Regions from separate parts of the Mus musculus genome. Here regions 1, 2, 3, 4, 6 and 7 are each linked to region 5. The links are chromatin contacts, called in public Hi-C, HiChIP or PLAC-seq and promoter capture Hi-C maps. All regions are on one chromosome and are shown on one strand. Each heading gives the region's core, a stretch centred on a gene start, on an enhancer-like site or on the middle of the called end of the contact. The rest is flanking DNA. Distances are from core to core; before and after follow the strand shown.

Region 1 (2,700 bases), core at 131-2,630, 540 kb before region 5:
CCTGAGCCTCCTCCACCCTAGCCTGTCATAGACTCTGATGGTGTTTCACCCAGTAGGGACACAGTAAGGAGGAAGAAAGCCAGGGTGAGGTCCCAGAGCATGCCTGAAGCTGAAGTTGAGAGGGAAGGAAGGCGGGAGGCGGGCGCGGCTGGGAGCCCTGCCAGCGGTGTTACAAGCAGAAGGTTTTATCGAACACAATATGCCCGGGAATAAAAGGGAGTGAAACACAAACCCAGCTGCGGCAGCGGCAACGGCAGCCCTGGGCAGCCGGTATGGAATTACTGCAGTGACCTTGAGCCAGACCCTGCCAGGTGGAGGGAAGGACATTGAGAAGCCAGGACCTGGGGAGGCTGCTTCAGAAATGGAAAGAAGGCAGGAGGGTACTCCAGCGGAGTGCACAGGCTAGTCAGGAAGTGGGGGGGGGGCGGGGGGGGCTAGAGTGTAGACTCCCACCTACACACAGGTTCCCAAAGAGATTCGGAGCAGTGGGATCTCTCAGGACACAAATCCAGAAGGGTGCCAGAGTGGGGGATGGAGAGATTCCTAAAAGTCAGCACTGAAGAAGCAGATGGCATCCCCAGGGTGGAGGTTCAGAGAGATGGAAAGAACCAATCACATGCACGGGAATTTGACAAAGTCTGTGTGCACCCCATCAGCCAGCACCCCTCCCCATCTTCTGTCCCCATCAGCTCCAGAGTAAGCAATGGGGGAGTGGCAGTGTCCTTCCTGCTGCTCAGGGAATGGGGGACTGGATATTCCCTAGCCCTAGGTTGTGTGGCTTCATCAGACCTGAGTTGGCTGTGTCCCAGGGAGCAGTGGACTAAAGGGTCATTCTGAGGTTAAAGGTGTAAATACAGAGATGTGCCAGGATCTGGGAGAAACGCTATCAGGAATCTCCAGATGGCCCTGCGCCCCTTTTCTGGGGGTAACAGGAAGGTAGAGAAGTTGCAGGTTAGAAGCCTCCCGGTACTCCACAGCCCTTGCCTTACTCTCTAGAGGTTGGGAAAGAGACTAAGTCCTGAGCCCACTCTAGCCCCCACCCCCACCCCCCAACCCCGCCTTCATGCAGGGCGCCACCGCGGCGCGGGAGGGAGCTTACCTCCAGAGTGGGCTCCCTCGCCCCAGCCCCCGCAGCCTCTGCAGTGACCCTCTGACTTGTATGGGGATGGCACAGCTTCAGGAGCAGCCCCAGAGCCATCCACCATAAACCCTGGTCGCGGGAGCTCTACCTTGGACCGAAAGGCACAGAGCTCTCTCTCGGAAGGACCGCAGGGTCCCCCCAGCGGGTGGCCGCTCAGACTCTCGCGGCTGCCTCCTCGACTCCTGCCGGCCAGCACTCTCGGGAGGAAAGTTGTTCAGCTGGCCAGGCAGGTCTGCCTCAGCAGTAACAGGACACAGGATGACGGGCGGGCGGGCGTGTTTAACCCCTTCCTGCTGTCTGCCGGGCGGTGCCTTCAGGGGAGGAGGCTGGCCTGTTTGTCAGCCGGTGACCCCAGAGGTTTACAGAGCTGGAGTTCATCCACTCCTACCCTTCAAGTGAGTTAACCTTTCCCCTACCTCCTCTGCTAGAAGTAGGTGAGGGTGGGAATGGAGGCCACTCCAATACCTATCCCAAGCCTTAACCCTCCTAGCCGGACGACATTAAAGCAGAAGACAGAACATTCCCTGGGGCTGGTCTTTACCTACTCCCAGCTGGCTTCCCCAGCCTCTCCAAGGGGCCTGAGGACTCTGCCTTTCCAACTCCCGGGAGGATCCTACCTGCCCTGAAGCTCGTTCCATAGCTTACATGCTTACATATGGGAGCTCAGTATGAATTCTAGCGTCCCTGGCTACTGGCTTCCCTCACTCCTCCACTGCTCCCAGAGACCCCCAGCCTAACCAGTTGTTTACAGTCGTTTCAACAGAAACCCCGGGATGATCTGAGCAGGCAGTGCGTGCTTTCCCAGCTGTTACCCTTCACCTACTACACAGTCCCACATTCCTTTGTTCCAGGAAGGAGTAGGAATTCTTCAAGCTGTTTTTGTTGTTTTGAAACGTTGTGGTCCCTCCTTCCCTTCCCCACCCCGACATTGCGCAGGCTGGCCTCAGAGTCATCATGCAGCTCAGGTTGATTTTGAACCCACAACCTTGCTGCTTCAGTGTCCCATAGCAGAAAAATGGTTCCAGGGCCAGATGAGTTGACTGGAGGAAGGGATCTAGCAGACCAGAGCCTCAAGTATTAACTTCTGGCTTAGGACAAGGATCCCCAAAGGGAATGAATGGGAAGAGGAAAACTGTACTTGTGAGAGTTTCTTGGAGTACAGCAAAGAGTTATGCCTTTGTGTTTCTTCAGATCTGGGGTGGGTGTGAGCTCAGCTCCAGTTCCTGCCGGGTTTAAAGAGCTTGACAGGTGCCATCTTTGCCATCTTGAAGGATGAGGAGGGTGCTGAAGTAGAAGCCTTCAGACAGTCAGGTCTCGCCATCTCTGCTTCTCTCCCTAGTCCCTCACTTGAGTTGGCTTCAGGAAGCACGGCCCTGAAAGTCTAGGCCTGAGGCAGGGAACTGCTATGAAAGGCCATCTTGTCCTGTCACCTGACTTCATTCCTTGCCCTGCCACCACCCACTAACTCTTCTGCTTATCCCTTAATCATCACCTCTCTGGTGTGTGTGGCTCTGAGAACTGCACATGTGAGCAGGTGGGATACAGGAGGTCCTAGACCT
Region 2 (2,700 bases), core at 12-2,511, 780 kb after region 5:
GGGGGGGTCTGGGGGGCATTGGAGGGCCGAGAACAGATACAACACAGATGATGAAGGCTGTGTGAGCCTGTCTTTGAGAAGGGTGTGGAGATGAAACTGCTTCTTTAAGAGGAGGGATTGCAGGGTGTGGGGACTCGGGCCTTTAATCCATCAAATTGGACATGGAAGCAGGAGATTTAGGAGCTCAGGGTCGGGCCTAGAATAGGTAGCAACAAATTATAAGAGACCCACCCTCCCACCCCGACTCAAGATAAAAGGCCCAGGGCCTGAGCACCGCTAGGTAGAGCTAGGTAGAATAAACACCGGTAGCCCTTGGACTTCAGGAAAGAGGTGAAGGGGCGCTGGCGTGTTAGAGAGGGAGCAGGGGCAATGGAGACGTCGCCCTCAAAGATTTGGGCGGGTGGTCCATCGTATCGGCAACTTTTCTGCCAATCTGCCTTCTGCTGGTGGAAGCACGGAGCTCTGGTATTCAAAGCTAGAGGATGATAGGAGAGTTGAAGGTAGACCCAGGCCAGGGTGCACCTCCTCACCCACAGATCCTGTTCTGTGACTGAAGTGAGGTGTCCTTGTGTTCGAACTCTTGGACAAGTCTTTTCTCCTGGGTTCGTCGCACCGGTTCAGAAAGTGCAGGTTTCACCTCCTCTCTTTTAATCGTAATCTAGTGTTCTGAGGGGTGGGAAGGAAGGGAAAGCTCGCCAGAGAGGAAGAGCGGGAACTTGGGAGAAAGCGGGTTTTATTTGCACCACAGTGCTCAAGTGTCGGTTCTCCAACTCCGAGTTTAGGCGGTGCTGGATTGGGAGAGCTTTTCCATCGGCAAGCCCGAGTACCCGGTAATTTGGGGACAGGGTTCCGAGGACTCGGCAGGATGCCGCGACTCCTCCCGGAAGGGCAGAGGGCGAGCTCGGAGCACATGGAGGGAGGGCTGCTTGGCGGGCCGGTCACCCGGCTGTCCCGCGACAAGGAGGGAAGCCGGGCGGTGGAAGGGCTGCCTGCAGAGTCCTGGCGCCGAGCCCAGCAGGAGGCGGGCAGTGTGACACTGACTCACGCACGTGCCCACGCGCACGCAGAGGGTGCCCCGCACCCACGCTCCTCGGACGGGACGCGCCACGCTCCACCCGTCCCGCCCGCCCAGTCTCACGGCCGCTCGCGCGGCCTCCGGGACAGCCCGGAGGCGTGGCTCCCGGGCAGCCCGCCCCTTTGATGTGCGCCGGCGCCACGGTGATTGGCTGGGCGCTTGTGACGTGCGGGGACTGCGGTGGGCCCGGGTGCTGCGGCTGCCGCAGCGCCCGCCGCGGCTCGGGCTCTGGCTCCCCGGCATTTAAAGGGGACGCGGCGGCGGCCCCGAGGATGGGGGGCAGGTGGAAGGGACGGAGCAGAAGCACATCATCCACAGTCCCTCGGGGCTGGAGGGATTCGTGAGCCGGAGCTCAGAAATCCGGGGGTGGATAAGACCGCGTACCCCCCAAATCCCGTAAGCACCCCTTGCTCCATCCTGTCCCTAAATCCCTTAAGTAGCCCCCTTCCCACTACTTCCACTCCAAACTCAGCTGGGACAGACAGCGTGACCGCTGCTGCCCCGCATGAGTCTTGGGCTCCGGGAGGACCGCGATCTAAATGTTGGGGTGGGGGCTGTGTGTAGTTTGAGTGTGTTTCATGTGCTTGGTGGTGGGGTAGTCCCAGGGGCAGAGAACTGAACCCCCTCCTTTCCCAGGTTAATGGTACCCAGTGTCCCTTCATCTCCGGGGACTGTCATAGCTCCCCGCCACCCACAAGTCCTTCCTTCTCCCCGAGCTACGCACCCCCCGCCCGCATTAGAGCGAAGCGCCCGCCAGCTGGGGGTGTGCCAGAGTGCCTGCTTTCCAGTCACCTCTAAAAATATCTCTCCTGCTACCCCACCGGCAGCTGCCATCTCCCTGCCCCTACCCAGTAAGAATCACCTCTGCTTGTCCACCCCAGGCAGGGGACCCCAGAGGTGACGCCTAGTCCCAGATTCCTCACTGGCACCGGGGCGCAGACTAGCTAGGACAGGGAACATACAGAGCCTCCGGAGTTCAGGTAATTTCTTCAAGAGGCAGTAGAGATCCCTGAGTTTTAATCCTATTTCTGATGCTGTGTGATGTAAGCTGGACCTCTCTGCACCCCCTCCCTTGCCCATTACGGGTTAATGAACAAGAAAGGAGTTTGTGAAGTTGCGAGTGTTGGGGGCAGGAATCCTAGCTTAATTGTCAGATCTAATTTCTAGTGATGGGCATACTTATTCTTGAAGCAGAGAGGGCTTGACAGTTTTTAAGTGCTCACCCCCACTCTCAGTCTGCATGTTTCTTGTGGAAAACTCCCCAAACTTTCCTATGGGCTCTACCCTCTCCCCCATTAGGAGAATTTCAAGCTTAGACTTAAGTTAGTGCACACACACACACACACACACACACACCCCTACCCCGACTTCCCACAGATCTAACCTAAAAGTATTTGTATCAAAGGAGCAGGCAGGGGCTGTGATAGGGAATCAGGGCTGCAAACATTGATCTTAGATGAGACTAGAAAAGGACTTCCCTCAGCCCCCAAAAGTTTGCCTCCTGGCTGCTCTAGCATGTGGGAGAAACTCAAAGGTCCTGTCCTGTTCTCCACGGGGACTCTGGTGGTCACACAGAATTTTTTGTTGCTTTGTTTTTCTAGACAGGGTTTCTCTGTGTAGTACCG
Region 3 (2,700 bases), core at 34-2,533, 680 kb after region 5:
TTATTATTATATGTAAGTACACTATAGCTGTCTTCAGACACCCCAGAAGAGAGCATCAGATCTCATTACGGATAGTTGTGAGCCACCGTGTGGTTGCTGGGATTTGAACTCGGGACCTGCGGAAGAACAGTCAATGCTCTTAACCGCTGAGCCATCTCTCCAGCCCAATATAACTTTTTTTCTTTTTGTTTTTTGTTTTTTGTTTTGTTTTTTCGAGACAGGGTTTCTCTGTGTAGCCCTGGCTGTCCTGGAACTCACTGTGTAGAACAGGCTGGCCTCGAACTCAGAAATCCACCTTCCTTTGCCTCCCGAGTGCTGGGATTAAAGGCGTGTGCCACCATGCCAGGCTTCCAATATAACTTTTAATGTCACATGTAAAGTATATTTTGGAGTGCATAAAATACTAAATAAATAACAATGTAGCAAAATCTTGCTATGAATATTTCAGGATGTGTTAGATTTGTCAACCTGTTGGCCGATGGAGTGCAGTCGTCATAAATACACACTTGAGTAAATCTTGAGGTGTTACTGTTCCCATTAAAAGCCACATTTTTTTTTTGTTGTTGTTTTGGTTTTTTTTGTTTTTTTTGAGACAGGGTTTCTCTGTGTAGCCCTGGCTGTTCTGGAACTCACTCTGTAGACCAGGCTGGCCTTGAACTCAGAAATCTACCTGCCTCTGCCTCCCAAGTGCTGGGATTAAAGGCGTGCGCCACCAATGCCCAGCTAAAAGCCACATTTGATCAGATGGTTTCCTTTATTGTAGAAATATCGCCCACTCCTGCCCCTTTGCCCAGATGCAGAAATGACTACAGTACATAAATCTGTAAAGCCGATTCTCAGCCAGGTGATTTATCTTGCTTGCAGAGGACATTTGGCAATGTCTAGAAAGGTTTTTTTTTTAATTTTGGGACTGAGATGGGGATGTGCTACTGGGCATGGCTAACCCTTATGTACACAGGATTCCTCCCCACAGTTGTGAACTAGAATGTTTACAGTGCCCTGTCTGAGGAAGCAGTGACCAAGCCGGTGCTAGGAGGCAAGGGCTAGCTGTAGCTTCAACTTGATTAGATGAGTACGAGAGTGACACTCAGCTTCGCATAGGGAGGAAATCAGGGAGGTTGTCTTCTGAGTGACAAAGTCCTAAGTAGGAAGACTGCAGTATAAGGTATAGCTGACAGGTTTGGTTTGTTCGGTTGTTTTTGAGACTGGAACTTAGTATGTAGACCAGGCTAGTCCTCTGAGATCTGCCTCTTAGCCTTCGAGGTACTGGGACTAAAGCTGGGTGTGCCTTGCCTTGCAAGTCTATTCAGGGCCAACAATTTGGAAAAGCTATTGCTGGGTCTGGAGAGATGGCCCAACTGTTAAGAGCACTGCTGCTCTTCTAACAGGACCTGGTTTAATTCCCAGAACCCACATGGTGGATCTTAACTGTCTATAGCTCCAGTCCTAGGGGATCTGATGCCTCCACAATATTGCATCTACATGGTGCACAGACATACATGCAGGCAAAATACCCATACACATAAAATAAAAGTAAAGATTAAAAAAAAAAGAAAAAGAAAACTCACTGCCCTGTATGTTTCACAAAGAGCAACCTCTTAAAATAGAGGTTCAGCTGCTCACCAGATAAAGGGAGTAGAAAATCAGTGATACGATTTTACATCTATGGGCTGGGGAAATGGCTCAATAGTTAGGAGCGTTTATGGCTCTAGCAGAGGACCTGAGGTTGGTTCCCAGTGCCCAGATCACTAGGCCCACACACACCTGCCTGTAGCTCCAGGGCCCTCCTCTGGCCTCCACAGGCACTGTATGCACATGTGCTCATAGCACCACATGGACACACATACACATAATTAAAAATAAGTACTGAAAAAAGTCAGTATGCGTACAATCTTATCCCACATAGAGTGGCTGTTCTTTCAAGATTTGAAATTCCAAAATGGTTTAAGGTTGGGTGCCATTTTGCATCACATTTAAGGCAATGACCTTCTGTAACACGATGTGCTTAACAGTACTTGATATATACACATGTGCGCCCACATTCACATCCTGGAACCTGTTGTGTTGGGTTAAGTTGATAGAACTCGTGAACATATGGAAAGAGTTTTAAATTTTTGTATGTGTACATGTGTAGTGTGAGCACGCTGCTTTGCCTTGGTGCACCTATGGAGGACAGAGAACAACTCGGAGGAGTTGGAGTCAGTTCCCACTTCATCCATGTGGTTCTGGGGACGGAGCATGGGTCAGCAAGCTTACCAGCAGGCAAGCACTCTTACCTATTAAGCTATGTTGCCAGTATACAGAAGACTTTTAAAACTATGTAGTTTAACCTTTAACACTGGTCCAGTGTAAGCAACAGCTTACAGGTCCAGTGGTTACAGAATAAAAACACAAGAACCCATTAGTGAATATTGACTTTTGTAGAAATCGTGTGTGAACTTGGACAGTATTTCAGAGACAGCTCAGTCAGAAGCAGTGATCAGGCTGGACAGCAGGTGCACACCTGTACACAGCACTCAGGAAGCTCATGGAGACCCTGGGCCAGAAAATAATATCATCGGGACCCGGTCATCCAAAGGACAAATTCCTTGGTTGTAGTGGTCTTTTAATTTTTATACCCAAGTTTATATATACTGTGTATAAATATTTATTTAACTAAGTAGGTAGTTACTAGTTAGTAACTAGTTTACTAATTAATCT
Region 4 (2,700 bases), core at 65-2,564, 570 kb before region 5:
ACCCCAGGAGATTGCGGTCTCCCCTCCTCCGTCCCCGCAGCTTCCTCTCCACCCCTGCCCCCAAACTCGAAAACCAAACCCAGCTCGCTAACCCGCGGCTGGCGGGCTGGCGGAGTAGAAAGCCCAGGCTCCTGAAGCTGCCCACATCTGGAGGATGACGACCCTCCTCTGCCCACATCTGTAGAGCATCCAGATGCTTACCAGAGGGTCACCTCTCCTCTCTTTTCCTAGCTTGGATTTCAACCCTCCACCCCTCACCCCCGCCCAAGGAAGGCTGAGGTGTGTGTATTCGGAGGTGGGGCTCGTCTGGGGTACCCACCAGTCTCCGCTTCTACTCGGACGCCCCCTCCCCTCCTTAACAGTCCCCCACTCAACTGTTCACAGTCCAGGCTCACTTCTCCAACTCACCTGGCTTACGGTCCCCTCTGGCAACACGGCCCGCCCTCCTGTGGACCCCCCTAGTCCGGCCCATCGCTGTGCCCCGAAGGATATGGGTTACAGACCGTGCGGAGACACCAGCTCCGCGGGCGGCTGTCCTGGCTCAAGTAGAAGAAAACCACCGGGGCCAGCGCCGGGTAGGGCAGCCCCTCCGCCTCGGAGTCCGCGCTGCCCGGGTCCTTTTCCGTCGACCCCGGCCCCTGCCGGCCCCCGGCCCCAGACAGGTCGTTGAGCTGCGTGAAGCTCCGGGGCTGTCCCGACTCCTCGGCGCCCGCTCCATCCTCTTCCTCATCCATCCTCTGGCCAGCTGGGGTCCCGGGGGTCCGAAGAGGGGCGATCGGAGCCCCTCCGAGGAGGTGTCCTCACACAACCGGGGGACCCCGGTGGGGGAGCATGTGGGGGGCTCTAGAGAGCTTGCTGAGCCCCCAGGAGGGCCAGTTCAGCTCAGCTCCCCCTGCCCTCAGGGGCATGCTGCCCGCGGGGCGCCGGGTCCCAGGGAAGCCCCGCCTGGCGAGAGTCCCGCTTCCCCTGGGTTCCCGGGGGCTCCCCGACTAGCCGGCCGGCTTCCCCTCACTTTGTTCCGGCTTCTTCCCTTCGCGCCCAGGCTCCGGTTGCCCGAATGGGCGCTACCTTCGGTGAAGCAGCCCCCGAGAGGAGGAGGAAAAAAGGGGCCACCCGGTGAAGGGCGGGGGTCCGGGGAGGGGCGCCCCCTCTTCCCTCGGCGCAGCTGGAGCAGGATCTAAGGGGTCAGCATCGTCCCGGCTCCACGCCAGAGACGGCGGGGGGAGGGGGAGGGGAGGAGGGATCTCTTTGGGGGTGGGTTTGGAGGGGGTGGGGGCTGGCTCCTTCCTCCGCCCCGCGGCGGGCTAGAGGACCGGGAGGGGCGGGGAGACCGTGGGGGGCCGTCCCGGGCGGGGGTGGAGGCGGAGATGTCGCTGCCGCCGCCGTGGCTGCCGTTGCCGTAGCTGTCGCCGGCGCCACTGCCTCCTCCTCCGGCCGAGACGCGGAGGGAGAGAACGAGAGAAAGCGGCGGCGAGGAGCCCGGCGCACACCACAGCTGGATCCCTCACTCCAACTTCAAGCCTCGGCCCCGCCTTTCCCCAGCCAATCTCACAGCCAATCGCCGTGCGTCACCGGTCCAGAACCGCCCTTCCATTGGTCAGCCGCCGTGCCAGTGCGGGAGGGGGTACAGGGGGAGAGCCACAGCTGGAATCCGGTTCCCACCCCAAAACCACGACCGCCTTTCTACCCTCCTCTTGCCCCCGGGTTCGCTCCCGAAGGCTGGGGCCAATCAGACGACTGTCCAGACCGAACCCACTTTTCTATTGGCCTCTTGGGTCTTTGGGACTCCCCTGGGAGGGAGCCTCGAGAAATCAAAGTATTTGGCATCTGGTCCTAGGGTAGCCCTACGAGCCTCTGACATCTTTTGTCCAGGACCCCGAAATTGGACAGCAGCCAGAAGTCAGAACTTAGGTCTAAGCAGAACTGAAAAAGAAGGGAGACAGGAATCACAGGAGTTAGGGGTGTTACCGGGATCCCACAGCTAAATCTGACTCTTCACCTGGTTAATAACCCATCCTCTGCTTGAACCTGGGGGTCAGACTGGGGAGAAGGAAGAAGAGTCTGGTGTTTCAGGCTGGAAGGGGTCTGTTTGGGAAAAATAGGCGTAGCTAGAAAGGTAGAAGTAGGCGTGGTCTGGAAATGTTTCCCACCAGCCTCTTTGCTGGTCCAGAACCCCGGTCCACTTCTAAGATGTTGACCCTGGCCTAACCCCAACCCGCAGGTCTTCTCACTGATGCTCTGAGCGTCATCTCCTGCTTCTAGTGCTCTCTGAAGGTTGGAGACTCCTTTCAGGGGCTTCCTGCTGGAAAAGCATAGCTTCCAGGCGTGGCACCAAGACTGTAGAGCCTGGATCACCTGCAGCCCCGAAGTGGGAACAGCCTGCTAAGGCCATTGTGGGCCTCGCATGTTGTAAGGAATGATACCTAGAGCTGAGCTTTAACAACTTCATCCTGCAAAATTCTACTTCCTGCCTCAGTTTCTCCCCTTGATTCCAGTATAGCTTAAGAGAAGTGTCTGAGAGATGAATGCTTCCTGGAGTTACTTTTCTCCACCACTGGACTGGGAGAGGTGCTGGCGCTGTGCTTCACAGGCATGTACACGCAAATGGAGACCCGGGCTTTTGCCCAGCTTCATCTCCCTATGTTCAGGGGCTCAGTCGATTCTATCTCTCTCACAGCCTCCAAAGGGCTGTGGGTACCA
Region 5 (2,700 bases), core at 42-2,541:
AACAGCAGGCGATGCTTCTGTAACTTACTGTATATCATCAGCAGTTTTCCCCAGATAGGTGGACCGAACTACGGCCAAGTCCCTTCTAGCTGTGGCATTCATTTGGCGGGGACTTGGAGTGGGCCCTGGAGGATTTCCTACACAAGCAAAGCTCACAACTCCAACTGAACAGGGAGTAACAAGGCATATCCTGGAAAACAGGTGCCCAAGTCCTGTCGGCCATCTTCCTGTCCTCCTGCCTGTGACACAGCCAACTCTTGAGAGACCTGGGTCCACTCCCTACACCAGCTGGCACCAGGGAATACCTTGCAGACAGATGGGGGCCACACAACGTCTCCATCCTCCACTCCGCAAAGCTTTCTCCTGCCCCAAAGCCACCTCCACCCTCAGAACACCGAGTGGGTGATCTTCAGAAACCCAGGGGTAGCCATAGGAGGGTGAAAGCCACCTGACTACCTCATGGTAAGTTGGGCTCTGCCCAGCTAGGAACCGCTGCCAGGTCAGAACAGATTTGATCTTCAAGTGTCCTTGCCCAGTGGGCAGCTGCAGTGGGTGGAGGCTCACCAGTCAGGGGAGTTCCCCTGTTAGCACCTCCTACTTCAAGGGGCCCCCTTCCCACCTGCCCTGGCTTTTCTCCCTTGCTCTGTTCAGAAGTACCCCGCCCTTCGTGCACAGCACAGGTCTTCCAGATGGCTGAATCTCCTTAGCACTCCAACAGCACGTCTCCTGTTTACTCTTGGCTGCCCACTCTCAGTGGCCGGGATCTCCCACTAACTCTATCATGTCTGGATAGGGTCCTATGCCCTCACTGTCTCTTACTCTCCACGATCCCTCGCAACGCTTTCTCCGCGCCCCCATTCTTAGTTAACTGTGAAGGGGGCACTCTTAACTCTTTGTGGGCAGCCAGGTTGGCCTCGCCGTTTACCCATTCCTGTCCATACTCTTCCAAGCCAACCCTCCTACCACCCAGGACCTCTTCCTCCGATGTTAACCTCTCATTGCCAGGGTCTCCTTCCCCGCGCCCACAGCCCCCGGTGCCCGCCTACGCCGACTCCGTACCGAAGTCTAGAAACTGCTTCATGGACAACGGGGACGGGGAGAACTTGCTGAAGTGCTCGATGTACTTGGGTGCCCCTGCCAGGGACGCATTCTTCAACAGCGCCCGGACCCAGCGCATGGCGACGGCGCCTGCGGCTCGGGCTTGGATCTCGCTGCTGTCCCGGGGCTGGAGGCGCTGGCACCGGCCGTCAGCTCGGCCCAGCTTAGCCGGGAGACGGGCTTCGGCCGCCTCCTCCCTACCCTTGCCCTGGCGATGCCTCCAACGCCTAGCCAATCGGCTTGTCCCGGCGCCCCGACGTCGCCAATGGGCGCGCACAAACAACTCTGGGAGAACCAATAGCCTTGCGCTTCGACACGTGGCTCTCCTCGAGGCCCACCTCCTTAACCGTGAAGGTGCTGGAGACGGCCTGTTGTTTTCCTGGGCTGTGCTCAAGTCCCGCCTCCTGTCGCCAACTACACTTCTTGGGGGCCAGCCCCGAGTTAACCCTTTCTTCCCCAGAGTCCCGCTAACCCTTCGTTTGACGTTCTACTTTCCCTGGTTCTTTCCCCTGTCTCCTTCTTTAAAACCTCCCTTCCCTGCCCTGTCCCTTTCCTAAAGGCACCTGTTTGACCTGACAACCTGCTTACCTGCTCTGCTATAGGGGCTCACAGTGGTTTCTCACTCCTATGATGGACCCAGAATGAACACTTGCAAAATCCGAAACCAGTATGCGAGCTTATACTAAGCTATCCTATATGCGTGCAACCCGCTGACTTCCATAAATATCCAAAAAGCCCAAGAAAAGGTCTCTCTCTCTCTCTCTCTCTCTCTTTCGAAAAAGATCCGATATCAGGGTGGGAATGTAGCTCAGAAGGCATGGCACTTGCTCAGTATGCATGAAGCCCTGTATTGATCTCTGGTACTTGGAAAACAACAACAAAAACAGCCAGAGCCAAACCCCCTTAGGACTGGCAGAGGCGGGAGCAGGAGCTATGGTCAGTGCTAATTTTAGTTAAGTTCCATTTTATTATTACCTCGCTCATTTGACTGAGCATAAAACCTTGCGCGTCTTGCACAACCACCTAAGAAGGTAACCTTCTGTGCACCTAACCCGAGACGAGCAACTGTCTGTGCCGCTGGCTTCCTTATTGCGAGTCCCCAGGAGCTAAGGCATCTTAGTGGTTAGCGGCTTGGGAGCCCAGCCCAGTCTTCCTAGCAGTTCCCTGCCTCTTCCCTGAGAAATGTCATGCGCCCTCTTTTGGTAAAACTTGGTATGTGCCCCACTCTCTGGGCCTTCCTAGGTTCATTACTATTGATTATCCAGTGGTTTCCCGGCCTTTACTATGGCCCTGTGAAGCACAGACAGGATTGAGGTTTGGCCTTTAGGAAGTCCTGGTGCTCCTCTTGGAGGCTGAGGCAGGAGGAGATCTGTCCAAGGCCCACCTGAGGCAGTGTGAGTTTAAGTCCAGCCTGGGTAATTTAGTAAGATCTTTTCTCCAAAAGGTAGAGAAGGTGGGTTTGAGCTGGTAGTAACTCAGTAATAGAGTGTTTTCCTAGAATATGCAAGACTATGGGTTTGATCCTCAACCCCCCCACCCCACACACACACACACTGCAAGTTATAACAGTTTAACTGTAGCCAACACAAAACAAGAGTTCAC
Region 6 (2,700 bases), core at 65-2,564, 630 kb after region 5:
CACCACTGCACCTAGCTTGCTTTCATGTTCGTTCGTTCGTTTTCTTTCTTCCTTTCTTTTAAATGTATATCTGGCTTCTTATATTTTAATAAGAAATAAATACCGATTGCAAATTTAAAATTGCATTTTATCTTTTAAATAAAAGTTAAGCTAAGAATAAGGAGCAGGTCTTTCTTAGAAGTCCAATGCACTATCCATTGCGCCACAGTGCCAGGGGTTTTCATGTTCTTTACAGATATTCTCAGGAGAGTTTGTATTTCGGGAGCAACAAGCCCAAAAAAATAAACTACTTCATTTTAGATTTGTGTCATGGAGAGGAATGCTATAAAAGTCACTATTTGCTTAATTGGCAAAATTGGAATGCAGACATGGATAATATTTACTTAAGTAAAAGGATAGTAGCCGGGCGTGGTGGCGGACGCTTTAATCCCAGCACTTGGGAGCCAGAGGCAGGCGGATTTCTGAATTCGAGGCCAGCCTGGTCTATAGAGTGAGTTCCAGGACAGCTAGGGCTACACAGAGAAACCCTGTCTCGAAAACAAACAAACAAACAAAAACAAAAAACAAAACAAAACAAAAAGTAAGAGGATAGATATCCTTGATCTTAGAGAATAGTAGGAGAAAGAGAAAAGTGGAGGGAGGCGAGGAGATGGAACAAAAACAACAACAAATACGCAAATTGTTGACAACAGGTGAACTTGAGAAGCCATACACATGATCTCCGTCCCTTTTTTGCAATTCCTCGAATATAACTTGGAAAAAAAGATGCCCAGAGATTTAGACCCTAAATCAAGAGCCTTTACTGAAGTATTGCAAGACCTGAATGACCGACTCCCTTCCTCTTCTTTCTAAGCCGTTTTTAAGGTTATGGAGTGGCTTGGAAGATCAACATCTTACGTCCCTGAGGGCTGTCCTTAACTTCCCTAGCAGTCTCTCAGTGCATGAATTATTTTACCTCACCTTTATCCAAAATGCCCACCCATTCCTTCACCACCTTGTGATTTCCTCTACCAAGTGGAAGCCCAACTCCTTTCCGATCCAGTCTGCTTCCGGCTTCTGGAACCACCTCCTTGAGGAATAGGCACGTGCATATATTACCAAGGAACTACAACTCCCGAAAGGCTTTGCGGCAACATCCCATCCGTTCTCACCAGTCAGAAACGGGTTTCCTGAAAGAGCCCGTTGCTGCATGATCTTTTGGGAGTTGTAGTTGACCTCATTAAAGCCACAGAGCCCGCGGAAGACTGCAAAACACGTTTCCCAGAATGCACGTCGCTCGGCTTCACCAATTGAAGGGTCGGATCTTGAAGAGGCGGGGGTCGGGGGGGGGGGAGGAGCTGCCTGGCGCACGCGCAGTATCCGGAGCTGGGGAATTCATGTGGAGGTCAGAGTGAAAGCAGGTAAGCGTGGTAGGAGCGGTAGAGGCCTCTGGTCCTATGTCCCTGTAGCCTGCCTCTGCTTTCCTATGTACAATGAGGGCATGGGATGCATGTGTGGGTACGCCTAGTGGAGAAGGGGGAAATCTCGGTCCAGAAGGAGTTAGGAATGTGCAAGGGGAGGGGACAGGATGAGGAAAAATCCAGAAGCTGGTGGAGTAAAAAGAGCTGGATGTCAGAGACAGAGGATAAATGTGCATGGAGAAATCCCGATACACAAGCAGTTGAAGTCTGAGAAAGGGGAGGGCGAGTTTGAGGATTGTACCAAGGGTGACGCAGGGGCGGGACATTAAAAAGTTCAAGGCTAACTGGTTTCTAGTTTGTCAGCTACGTGCCCCCACCCGTCCCGCCGCAGCCCCACCTCCAGTCCTTCACCGCTCTGCCTCGCTGCACCCCTGCCAGCCCCTGCTTTCCTATTAACTGGTATGGGGAGGAGTTCTACAATGTCTTCTAGAATTCGGTCTTCTCATTCTAACCCTGGTTCTACTACTTAAGAGTATAACCTCTCTATGCACTTCAGCAGTCATAACCTTCATAAAGTAACTGAAGGTTAAACAAGGCTGTCGGAGACCGTGTAACTTAAATGTTAACAGAAATTGCCCTTTTTGTTGTTGGCTTCAGCCGTGTAGCACCGGTCTCGCTTGTGGCCTATTGGTCTAGGAAAAGGGAGTGTGGTTTTTCTGTGTACTAAGTTCCTCGTGGGTACAAAGCACCGTTCCTACGCTGAGCCAAGTGTCGCAGACTCTTTCTCTGAATGGTTGTAAAGAAACACGTCCACAAACGCAGACATGATCTACAGTTTGCAAGGTGGTCAGTGTTATGGGGCGTTCAGTGAGTGAGTTTGGGCCCACAGGTGTAGACATATGAAAATGTATGTTGAGACATGAACTCTGTGCCTCAGAGCGGGCTTTCTCTGAGAATCTGGTGTCAAAGTGTTTTATGTTTACCCCGTGTTTAGGTGTGAGTGGAAGCAACAGAAGGAGTCATGGCTGCCAAAGTGTTTGAGTCCATTGGAAAGTTCGGCCTGGCGTTGGCAGTTGCAGGAGGCGTGGTGAACTCTGCTTTGTATAATGGTGAGGCGCGGAAGAGCTTTCTGCATAGTTTCTGTTGATCTGCATAGCCCATGTGTCATTCCTTTTAAAAAAAAAAAAAGATTTATTTATTTTATTTATATGAGTACACTGTCGCTGTCTTCAGACCCACCAGCAGAGGGCATTGAATCCCATTACAGATGGTTGTGAGCCACCATGTGGTTGCTGGGAAT
Region 7 (2,700 bases), core at 83-2,582, 720 kb before region 5:
TTATCAAGTGATTTAAAACTGCTGTTTGATTATAACTGCAAGGTAAAATCAAGTGTACCCACTCTCCAGTTCAGATCTAAGACAGTGTGCTCCACGTACAAAACTAGATAAAAAGTACTTGAAATACAGTACAGTATATGCACGAAGAACAGTGCAACCTCAACAGTGCTACAAAAATTAGATTTAGCTTTCCCGATCACCAAGAGACCGAGAGAGAGAGAGAGAGAGAGAGAGAGAGAGAGAGAGAGAGAGAGGCTTTAGCCTCACCTGCGACCCAGGAGTTATAGTTAACCTTTCTAAGAGAGTAAAAGGACCGAATGAGTTTATGTGAAAACAAAAACCTTCACAACTGCCTAGCTGAGGGTCTACTACGGCCATCAAGCACGCGTCAAACGGCCATCAAACCGCATTAGCAAAAAACTGTTCATGATAAAACTGTACCTCGTTCCGTCTTTCAACTGTCTACCTTCTCACAGAAGTGTCCAAATGGCAGCACTCCTAAGCAATGCACTGCTACGATGTCCTTCCCCACGAATACTGGTCGGGAGTCAGGCTATCTATCTATATGACTCCCGACTCTCTCACACACACACACACACACACACACACACACACACTCACACACTCTAGATAGATAGATAGATAGATAGATAGACAGACAGACAGACAGACAGACTGCACCCAAATAACGGAAGCCTGCTTTCTTATTCATACGGTAAAACCCCGGAGCTCTGGTGGAATCAAGCGAGCCCTTCCTTCTTCCTTTTCCCGCGTTTCTCGGCCTCACCAAGGTGCTTCTTCTTCTGCCCAGCCAAGCGCCATCCCGGACTTCCTCCACACAACAACAAACGCCGCTATCCCCCGGATTGGCGCGGAATCCTCCCTCCGTCCTGGGCCGCACGCCCGCCTCCCTCCGCCGTCAGGTGCTTCAGTCGGCGCGGCCAGGTCCCCCCAAATCGCGCCGCACCCCGCTCGGGCCAGCCTCGGCCCGCCCTCGGGTCCCTTCAGCTCCCCCTCCCCCAGTCCCCGGGGCACAGGCCCGAGGCCCACGGGACTTACGCTCTCGTGGTCCCAGCGCACGTTGCTGCGCTTCTCATCCGGGGCGAGGTTTCGGTCCCGGCCCATTAACTCATCCAGCAACTGCGCGGCAGAAATCATGGTGCTTCCTCCGGGCGGCTGCTCACGCCAGCCCTAGCACCCACCCGATAAAAAACCCCACCAGCCGCCCGGCCGCCGAACCAAGCCCCCTCGGCCCACTCTCAAGCTCGAAAAGCCTCTTCCAGAGAGGAGCCGAGAAGACAAAATGGCCGCCGCCCGGGCACCTTCCCAGCATGCCGTGCGCCCGTGGAGACACGCCTAGGCCCGGGCTGCGAGGGCGGGCAGCGCGGCTTCTCCGGCGAGGGGGCGGGACCTCCGGCCCGGGCCCGGGGCAAAGCCCCGCCAGGCACTGACTCCGCCCCCGCCGTGCCTTCCACCCAACGGAGCGGTGGACGCTCTAACGGCTGCCGGTGTCGGCCTCTTTTTTACTTGGAGAAAGAGCAATCTAGCTCTGGGTCCTTTGCCACTGCCCTGAAACGGAGAAAATGTCCCTTTGTCCACGTGGTGTGCGGGGGACCATCTTCCAGGGAGGGAAACAAGAAGAGCGAGCTGCGATCGTGCTCAGACTCCATTTTCCTGTCGCTGTAGTTTCTTCCTCCTCTACCTGTCCTTATTTATGTCTGCACCCTCCACCCTTCCCACACCCACCCAGTTCGATGCTGGGGATTGAACCGGGAACCTTAACGCTTAACGCTCTACCAGCGAGTTAAATCCTCAACTCTTCTACCCGGTTTTGTCCGGACTTCCTCGATTTTTAGGGAGGAAAATCAAGGAATAGACTATATGCGGTGGAGGAATTATGTTGTAATACCTCCAATCCAGGAATTTATCTTCCTTCACTTTGTATCAAATGTGTTACTGTGTGTTCAGGGAATCATAGAGGAGACCAGAGGTTACCCTCTGGAGTCCATTACTCAGGAACTATCCACCTTTGTTTGGTTTTTGGTTTTGTTTTTCGGGATAGGGTTTCTCTGTAACTTTAGCTGTTCTGGAACTCACCAGGCTGGCCTCGAACTCACAGAGATTCCCGTGTCTCAGCCTTATGAGTGCTAGGACGTGCCACCATTGCTCCTCAATCTAAACTTTCAAAAGATTAGGAAAACTTAGCTGGGCTTGCTGTCACCGTATACCTTTTATCTAGGAAGGCACTGGGAAGGCAGAGTCAGGTGGATTTTATGAATTAAAGAGGTTCACCTGCTTCTGCCTCTTAAGTGCTAACACTTGGGAGGCAAAGGCAGGTGAATATCTAAGTTTGAGGCCAGCCTGGTCTACAAAACAAGTTTCTGTATAAAGCCATGGCTGTTATACAGAGAAACCCTTTTTCAAAAAGAATGTCTCACTGGGACGTGAGCTCTCTGTCAGCCTGAAAGCCCTACGAATCCTTTTATTTCTGCTTCCTTAGTACTGCAGCTATAAACCACTGTTTTACATGTATGTGCTGGAGGTTAAACTCTGTTCTTCATGCTGAGTGGTGAACTCCCTGGAATTTCTTTAAAAGTATTAATTCGGCCTTGCAAACTTTTAATCCCTAGCAATCCAGAGGCAAGTTGATCGAGGCCAGCCAGGGCTACATAGTGAGACATTGTCTCAAAAACAAGATTC

The links. Promoter capture Hi-C pulls out the DNA fragments that hold promoters and counts their contacts. A called contact is a pair of places that touch in the nucleus more often than the background predicts. HiChIP or PLAC-seq counts read pairs in DNA pulled down with a chosen protein or histone mark. Capture Hi-C pulls out chosen DNA fragments and counts their contacts.
Region 1: a contact with region 5 is called in a promoter capture Hi-C map of liver. The contact joins the promoter of Epn3 here to the promoter of Pdk2 in region 5. A contact is called at or near these places in 1 of 115 datasets of contacts at active chromatin or transcription factors (pancreatic cancer cells) and 1 of 9 other capture datasets (liver).
Region 2: a promoter capture Hi-C map of liver shows a contact between it and region 5, with 2.4 times the contacts expected there. The contact joins the promoter of Phospho1 here to the promoter of Pdk2 in region 5. A contact is called at or near these places in 2 of 39 promoter capture datasets (liver and pre-B cells) and 1 of 115 datasets of contacts at active chromatin or transcription factors (pancreatic cancer cells).
Region 3: a promoter capture Hi-C map of liver shows a contact between it and region 5, with 3 times the contacts expected there. The contact joins the promoter of B130006D01Rik here to the promoter of Pdk2 in region 5. A contact is called at or near these places in 3 of 39 promoter capture datasets (hippocampal neurons, liver and pre-B cells) and 1 of 9 other capture datasets (adipose tissue).
Region 4: an H3K27ac HiChIP or PLAC-seq map of microglia shows a contact between it and region 5, with 4 times the contacts expected there. The contact joins the promoter of Cacna1g here to the promoter of Pdk2 in region 5. A contact is called at or near these places in 2 of 115 datasets of contacts at active chromatin or transcription factors (microglia and pancreatic cancer cells).
Region 6: a Hi-C map of granulocyte-monocyte progenitors shows a contact between it and region 5, with 3 times the contacts expected there. The contact joins the promoter of Phb here to the promoter of Pdk2 in region 5. A contact is called at or near these places in 1 of 39 promoter capture datasets (pre-B cells), 2 of 484 Hi-C or Micro-C datasets (CD8 T cells and granulocyte-monocyte progenitors), 4 of 115 datasets of contacts at active chromatin or transcription factors (bone marrow-derived macrophages, embryonic stem cells, fibro-adipogenic progenitors and 1 more) and 1 of 9 other capture datasets (pancreatic islet).
Region 7: a contact with region 5 is called in a promoter capture Hi-C map of liver, with 2.6 times the contacts expected there. The contact joins the promoter of Luc7l3 here to the promoter of Pdk2 in region 5.

Annotation. Positions count from the first base shown.
Region 1 is chr11:94,498,594-94,501,293 of GRCm38.p6, forward strand. It overlaps Epn3 (epsin 3), which reads right to left and starts at 1,381. Exons shown (of 10, transcript NM_027984.3): 1 at 1,100-1,381. Gm51873 (a long non-coding RNA gene) reads left to right here and starts at 447. Exons shown (of 2, transcript XR_003949592.1): 1 at 447-1,536.
Region 2 is chr11:95,823,239-95,825,938 of GRCm38.p6, forward strand. Phospho1 (phosphatase, orphan 1) reads left to right here and starts at 1,262. Exons shown (of 3, transcript NM_153104.3): 1 at 1,262-1,471. Gm38958 (predicted gene, 38958) reads right to left here and starts at 1,173. Exons shown (of 1, transcript NR_164195.1): 1 at 717-1,173.
Region 3 is chr11:95,722,303-95,725,002 of GRCm38.p6, forward strand. B130006D01Rik (RIKEN cDNA B130006D01 gene) reads left to right here and starts at 1,284. Exons shown (of 1, transcript NR_028263.1): 1 at 1,284-2,700.
Region 4 is chr11:94,472,884-94,475,583 of GRCm38.p6, forward strand. Cacna1g (calcium channel, voltage-dependent, T type, alpha 1G subunit) reads right to left here and starts at 1,315. Exons shown (of 35, transcript NM_001177888.1): 1 at 493-1,315. The coding sequence starts at 734.
Region 5 is chr11:95,040,080-95,042,779 of GRCm38.p6, forward strand. Pdk2 (pyruvate dehydrogenase kinase, isoenzyme 2) reads right to left here and starts at 1,292. Exons shown (of 11, transcript NM_133667.2): 1 at 1,060-1,292. The coding sequence starts at 1,177.
Region 6 is chr11:95,665,643-95,668,342 of GRCm38.p6, forward strand. It overlaps Phb (prohibitin), which reads left to right and starts at 1,315. Exons shown (of 7, transcript NM_008831.4): 1 at 1,315-1,400; 2 at 2,395-2,509. The coding sequence starts at 2,422.
Region 7 is chr11:94,320,631-94,323,330 of GRCm38.p6, forward strand. It overlaps Luc7l3 (LUC7-like 3 (S. cerevisiae)), which reads right to left and starts at 1,333. Exons shown (of 10, transcript NM_001361574.1): 1 at 1,060-1,333. The coding sequence starts at 1,158.